Regions from separate parts of the Zea mays genome. Here region 2 is linked to region 1. Evidence: chromatin contacts called from public Hi-C data. All regions are on one chromosome and are shown on one strand. The core of a region is the stretch at or near the end of the contact, and the rest is flanking DNA. Distances in the headings are between cores, read along the strand shown. Region 1 has its middle 40 kb from the start of LOC100381458. Region 2 holds the start of LOC103646691.

Evidence for each region. Hi-C and Micro-C count contacts between places; a contact is called where the count stands out from the background.
Region 2: a contact with region 1 is called in a Hi-C map of ear, with 1.9 times the contacts expected there. The contact joins the promoter of LOC103646691 here to the enhancer-like site in region 1. A contact is called at or near these places in 2 of 25 Hi-C or Micro-C datasets (ear and leaf).

Annotation. Positions count from the first base shown.
Region 1 is chr2:91,813,614-91,816,943 of Zm-B73-REFERENCE-NAM-5.0, forward strand. No RefSeq gene overlaps it. Among protein-coding and RNA genes, the nearest start is that of LOC100381458, 40 kb to the left of the region's middle. Within about 2 kb of position 1,823, at least 14 of the 20 cell types and tissues checked have an H3K27ac peak or open chromatin away from gene starts, as enhancers often do. A contact at or near this core is called in ear and leaf, where this site is marked.
Region 2 is chr2:92,352,968-92,356,297 of Zm-B73-REFERENCE-NAM-5.0, forward strand. LOC103646691 reads left to right here and starts at 1,854. Exons shown (of 18, transcript XR_004856283.1): 1 at 1,854-2,242.

The sequences.
Region 1 (3,330 bases), core at 573-3,072:
ACATGTTGATCTTGTGACTTTAGTATAAAAGAGTTATCTTGTTTATGTTTGGGTATTCATACTTAAGGGGCGAGGAAAAGAAGAGGTTAATTACTTTAAGTGAATTGGTGCACCCAAAACCGTTAATGAAAGCCAAAGGTAAAACTTGAGACCTAGCCACTTTTTGTCAAAACCTAATATACCGAAGTTGTAGAGTTTTGAGAGTTCAACAACTTTCCCATTTGGAGATTTGCCAGTTTTGTGAAGAAATTTGGAGAAAATAGCAAAAGTTCACAAGTGCCTCAAGTTTGAGCTCTCAAAAACAGTGGCATTGAGCAAAGTTTGGACCCTTGTAACTTTTAATCCACCTTTGTTAAAAGTCACCATAACAAAGTTGTACAACTTCAATAGGAGTACCAACTTGGTTAAGTAACCTAGTCTTAAAACCATATGGAACATGGTGTAAAACACATCCAAAGTATTGCTGTCAGATAGAAGCTATGCTGAAATTAAGAATTCAGTGACATTCACCCAACTTTGGAGCTGTTTTGTGGTTGATCCATTGAGTTATGAACCCTGGTTACTATAACAAATTTGGAGCTCATATATTGGTGTATAAGTTTCCTATAGTGGGTTGGATCTAGTTATGTGCGAAATTTGGAGTAAAATGCTCCCAAAGTAGCTCTGTCAAGCAAGTCGAAGCGGCATTCACGCATGAACAGTAAACTGAACCATATCGGATTCAGTGTACATCGCTGCCGGAGATCCACACCGTGATCCAAGCTCGGCGCTACGATTTGCACACGGCTAAGGACAGATTCTACCCCTGGGGGTGAAAAGATCTTGGGGGAGGGTGAATCCAGGCACTGGACAACCTCATACGCCGTACACCCTAGCCGGTACTATGGCGAAGCTGTCGCCGCGGGGGTGGTTTCCACTCATCCTCATCGTACCAAGCAGCAACTCCTTCACCACGTCTCTACGGTCATGGAAAGCAGTAATTTATTGTCTCTGAGCTATTGCACTTCTATGCGCCACGGAGAGTAAGTTCTAGTGAACTATCTGGTCACGCCGACAGGTTCGGTGTCATCCAAATTCGTGGCAAGAGTGGCCGATGCCTTTAAATTGAGTGTTCTCCCTGCTCCGCCCCTATGTTAAACACCCAGTCCATCGCCAGCCACCTTCCTTCGTCCACCATACCCCGTAAACTCTCGGATTCCCAAAATTGGTCACCAACGCCACCGTGATGAGCTTGACATTGGCCAACATCATCCGAGGTAGCTGCAGCTAAATTGTTGGGTATTCTAAGTTCCCTTATACGCCTTGATGCTCACTGGCCCGGCCGTTTGAACTCTACCGCAGTGTAGTACTGGGAAGTGGGAACATCATGTCGACATCGGTGAACGCCACCAAGGACAGCCTTCACCTCGACCGGTTGATTTGTGCCTGCTCCGACCAAACTGGCATGGGCATCGTAACTCTGGTGAGTCGCTGATGCTCTCCCTGCCGTTCAATTGAATGCTACTGTGCTGTGAACGCGGGTCTAACCTGGCCGGAGCCCTGGCTCCCCCGTCGTCGTGGGCAGACACGGTTTAGGAGCGGACTAGTCCAACTGACCTTGGGGATGTACTTGGTTAGCCTCGAGGATGATGCTCGAGTGCTTGCTACTGCCGGGGAGGTCGCCGACGACGAGCTTACGCGGCCTGAGCCAAGTGCTCGACTAGAGTCCACGCGGGGGCGTATGTTTGCGAATGAGATAGAAGGGAAGGGCCTCTTTGTGATTGTCAGTGACACAGGTAATGGTGCAAGGGACTATTTTTTGGTTGTTTGAACTACTGAGTACCTTTGCGCAAAGTATGCAACGCGGGCGCGCGCGTATCTTGCTATCTGTGGGCTGACGCGGGCCAGTATCGGCCCAACCCTATTCACATGTTTTTCCTTTTCTTTTTACTGCAACTAATGAAATCCATTAAAAACTATAGAAAATGAAAAAAAATAATGAGACAAATTTTGTTAGACTCCTAAAATCATGCAATTTCTGGTAAAGCTACTCTTAGGATTTTTACTGCAAAAATACTATATCTAGGATTAAAGAGTGCCTATGTAAAGCCTATTTGAATTTTAGAAATAAATTCTAAATTCCAAAAATCATGAAAATTTGTGAGAATGTTGAATATGTTTGTTTTAGTGCTTGGATAAAGTTTGAACTTGTTTGGAGACTGTTTGACCAGGGAACCAAACACAACCCAAAATAGTAACCTTTATCATAAGAAAAAGATGGGATTGAATTTTAAAAGCAAGATTAAATATATTAAAACTTGCTACAACTTGTTAGCTTAAAAGAATTAGTGTAGCTAACCTTAGAATATCAGATATCTAGAGAGTTCTTATAGTTGTTAAGCATCGTGAAGGAAAGTTGTAATCTAGAAGTGTGTATTGTTTTCTATTATATAAGTTGCACCTTCATGCCATGACATAAGCTTTCATGAACATTATTGCGTGTAGAACATAAATAAGACTTTATTTTAGAAGAAGAAGACGTCCCTCAACCGGAAGATCCTCTTGTTGCTAGTGATTTTTATTTTGACATCTGTGGAACAGAACCTTGGCCAAAACACCTCGCAACACAAGGCAAGTCCCGGTGCATTAACCCCTTTCCTTGTTTTTACAAATTTTATCACATGTGAATGATGCATTAGGTGATAGGAGTTGTGTGACTAGACTATTGATGCATTACCTTCCTTGGTTTGTTGGAAATCATTCCTTGTTACCTGATTTATTTTAAAAGTTTTTTAATGATGCTTAGCCCTGATTAGATCATTAAAATTCTTTGTTTTAATAGATGATACTTAACTCTTGATAAGGGGATTTTTATGAAAAAGAACTTGTGGTGTTGAATCCATCATAGATGTGCTAGGTTCAACATCGGAAAAGAGTATCTCTCTTAGGTGCTAAGTTTTGGGGTTATAAGTTTATAACATGTGACCGGATGGTTGACTTGCACGAGAAGGGAGTCTCATTGTAGTGTCGCTGTCTGAGTTATTTAAGGACAAAGCCGGTGTAGGCTTGATGATCGAGTACCTTTTAACTGCCCACATACCTCGTCATGGGTAAGCTTTGCGTCGGCCGGACCAATACCAGAAATGGTACCATGCACTGGGACCCAACCTGTGGGCCTCTTTTCTCCTGCCAGCGAAGCACTTCTTTTTGGCATGCGTAAAAAACGGGGGGGGGGGGGGGGGTTTGCAGGAATGTGGTCTTCCGTGTGCCCACTTGGCAAGAGGCTAGATGGTGGGGTACTGTTCTCTCAAGTGGTGTGAACTCATTGTGGTCTTGAGAAATCCGGGTGCG
Region 2 (3,330 bases), core at 604-3,103, 540 kb after region 1:
GAAGCTCTGTAAGATCCACATGGATGTTGCTGGTGCTGGTGGAGCTGTTGATTTCCTTACCGTTTGCAACAGCATGACAATAATTCGAAGATCAGATTACCAGAATCAGTGGTCACATATAAATCAGTCTAGTTCTTAGTGGAACTGGCCAGTGGAACTTTACATGCAAAATCAGTCTAGTTCTCAGTTCTGGCCCCTTGGTCCATGTCCACCATTTTGCTTTTTTGATGTTTTACCTGCAATAGACAATGTCAACTTCAGTGTCCGATTGGCTGAGCTGAGTTTTGACAGCTTCATCTACAAGTTTTCCCCACCAAACCATGTCAAAGCAAGCACATAGATAAAGCAATGAAAAGGTGAAAATGCCAGGCTAAAATATACTACATACAGTTCATCAAGGAGCAAGAGCACTCGAATTCAGTGGAACAAGTTAAAAGAACTACACTGCGTGGTCAACTTCTAATGTTATAATGTTCTACATAATTAAAACTATGCAATACAAATAGCGTCGACAAGGGTATCTGAGATTTGGTGTTCAAAAATAAAAGGAACCAGGAACTAACTATCCCTAACCAATCGGGTAATCTGCTAAGCTATTGCCATTGCGCCTACTCTTTACAAGGAAATCACAGATCTACCAAATTTGAGCAGACAAGGAAGAACTTGAGCTACCTTTCCACTGAAGTGAGGCTTCTTCTGCGGCTGTGAATGAACCTGCAGCACAAGGCGACGATGGTGGCCAACCCTAGCTCCGCGCTCTGGTACGGACTTCACAGCAGTGACCCCATCCGCACCCCTACGTCCTGGAGCACTGCCCTTGCACTCAGCCTTGCCTACACCAGAGAAGTCACTGTCGTCGCGCGCCTCGTTAGCTTTGCAAAGAACGTGGGAGGAATACCAAGTGCCTGGTACAGGGAACCGGCAACCACGGGAGGGCGGTCATCCTGCTCACCAGAGTTGGGTGAGGATAGGGGAGGGATCCAGGTCAAGGCCGAGCAAGTCCCCGTCCCCAGCAAGCTCATCTCGCAGGGCGTGGGATCTAGTCGTCGGTACGAGGAGCAGTCTCGACTCTCGAGGTCGAACTCGCCCATAGCCGTCTGCGACCCATGACTGCATCGACCACCTTCCATCGATGGAGTGAAGCGGGGCGTTGATGGAGGGTAGGGAATGATGAGCATGAGATCTGGGAGGGGGAGGACTGCGTTGATGGCGGTGAGTCACGGAGCGGAGATTGCGCAGCGGCTGACGGGATCTACGAGATGCGTTGATGGCTGTTGCGGCAGTGGATCACGGCAGCGACAAAAATGGGGCGGATGACGGGATCTGGGAGTGGATCATGGCAGGAGCGCGGAGGGCGCGCTGGCGATTGCAGGAGGATGGAAGGAGGGCGGAGGATGGAAGCTGCGGCTGCGGCGCTGCCGCGGATGCGGGCGTTTGCGGGGCGGCTGTGGGTTGCGGCGCGGATGCGGGATGCTGGCGGCAGAACGCGGCAAAACGTGCACCAAGGGTGTGTGGACGCCTACACTACTAACATAATTAGTAGTAGAGATTAATATAGAGAAGACAAGAGTGTTCATACGAAGAAACAGGGTGAAGTGGAGTAGCATACCTGTTGCGACCAAGCACGAGGAGTCATTTATAATTTTGCCATTATCATTTGTGGGCTTCACCAGTATGCTATCGAACCCATAAATCATAAACACAGATGGTTCTACTAATTATAGACACGAGATAACATAATAACAAATAACCAAAATTGAGTGTGACAAAATCACAAATTTCTCGAGCACGACGATCGCCTCATCCTCGCGCCCAAAAGATCAGCAGGGTAAAAAAAAGAGAAAAGAAAACAGGCGGCATTCTTGTTGGGCCTAGGCCCAACGCATGGAGGGTTGTGGCGCATGGAACACGGTGGAAACTGCCAACGCGCTAGGATCCGTAGCGGACGGCGATCTGTCTTCGACTGCTCTCTGCCATCGCTGTGGCGACCCCGACGGAGCCAAGCGACGGTTCATCTTCTTGCGGCGGCGGCGACCTCGAGCTGATTGCAGCGAGAAGGCGGGGACAAATCGATCTCCCCTAGCTGGCTACACCCGATGGAGCCGAGGGTTCCTTGCGTTGACGGCGGCGGCGACGGCCTCGAGCTGAGGGCCGCGAGAAGGCATCGACGGGAGGGCGGGCGAATCCACGTCCTCGATGCGCAAATCCTGGAGCCTCAGCGACAGAGATCGAATCCATTCAGGTACCCTTCACTCACGTTCTTCTATCCCTGTCTCCTTGTATTTTTTGTTCTTTATTTTTTCTTCTAGCGCATCGATAGATCCATGTCGATCTTCTGCTAGTTCATTCAGACCCGTTGAGGTTACTAACCTCCTCGTTTTGCCCTTGGGGGTAGAGATGCTTTCTTTGCTTCTTGCGTCCTGTACCTAGATGTGTGATACAGCTGGCTGTCACATATTTCAGGTTTGAATGCGAGACTGGATTTCGTAGGTGCTTTCATCATTTTACTAGATTTCTGCACATTCCAATTACTTGCTCAAAGAAATCTCGATAACTGAGCATCTGAAAGGAAATCTTGAATGGCTGCTGATGAGTGTTCATCAAGCTGCAGGTTACTTTGCTTCTACAGAGAGGGACATCCAGGGCTAATTACTCCTATCAACATATATACATGCATGTGATGCCATCTATTGCCCTCTTTAATTTTCCAAACTGAATACATTGGCTCAGGCCATTGAAAGTGGCTGCATTCTTCAATTCCTAGCTAGCCAGCAGATTTTTTTTCTTTTAAAAAGGCCGATCTAGCTCAGCTAATTTCTCTGTTTTGGGTTGATGACTGTTGTGTGCTGTGTCAAGTAGCTGGCAAACCATTTGTAATAACCCTCTCTAGCTAGAGTGAGACTGCTTATATATACTAGTTAGTCGCACGTGCATTGTATTTTTTATTTTCAAATTATTAGTATATATGTATTTACAACATATCCCATTCACATAACACAAACAGCCCTCAGCTGTAGTGGTGGAACCGCTTAGTTCTTTACCCTGCCCGGGTTCGAGCCCCCCGTCATGCCCATTTTTTGCAGCTGAGCATGCTGGGCGCACACACGGTTCTTGCTGGCGCGTGACGGGCGCGGACGACGCACGAATAAACTTGTGCTTAAAGGTGTAGTGATAGTGATGTTTGTATATAACTTGCTATCATTAGCCACATATATATCTTGTCTTTTTTAAAGAAGCAGTTGACAAAATGGTGATATCAAATATAATGTCTTGACAATCCAATTGGTCTCTAAAAAGTAAAAACTCGATTTGTTCCTCTCCGTCTGTGTA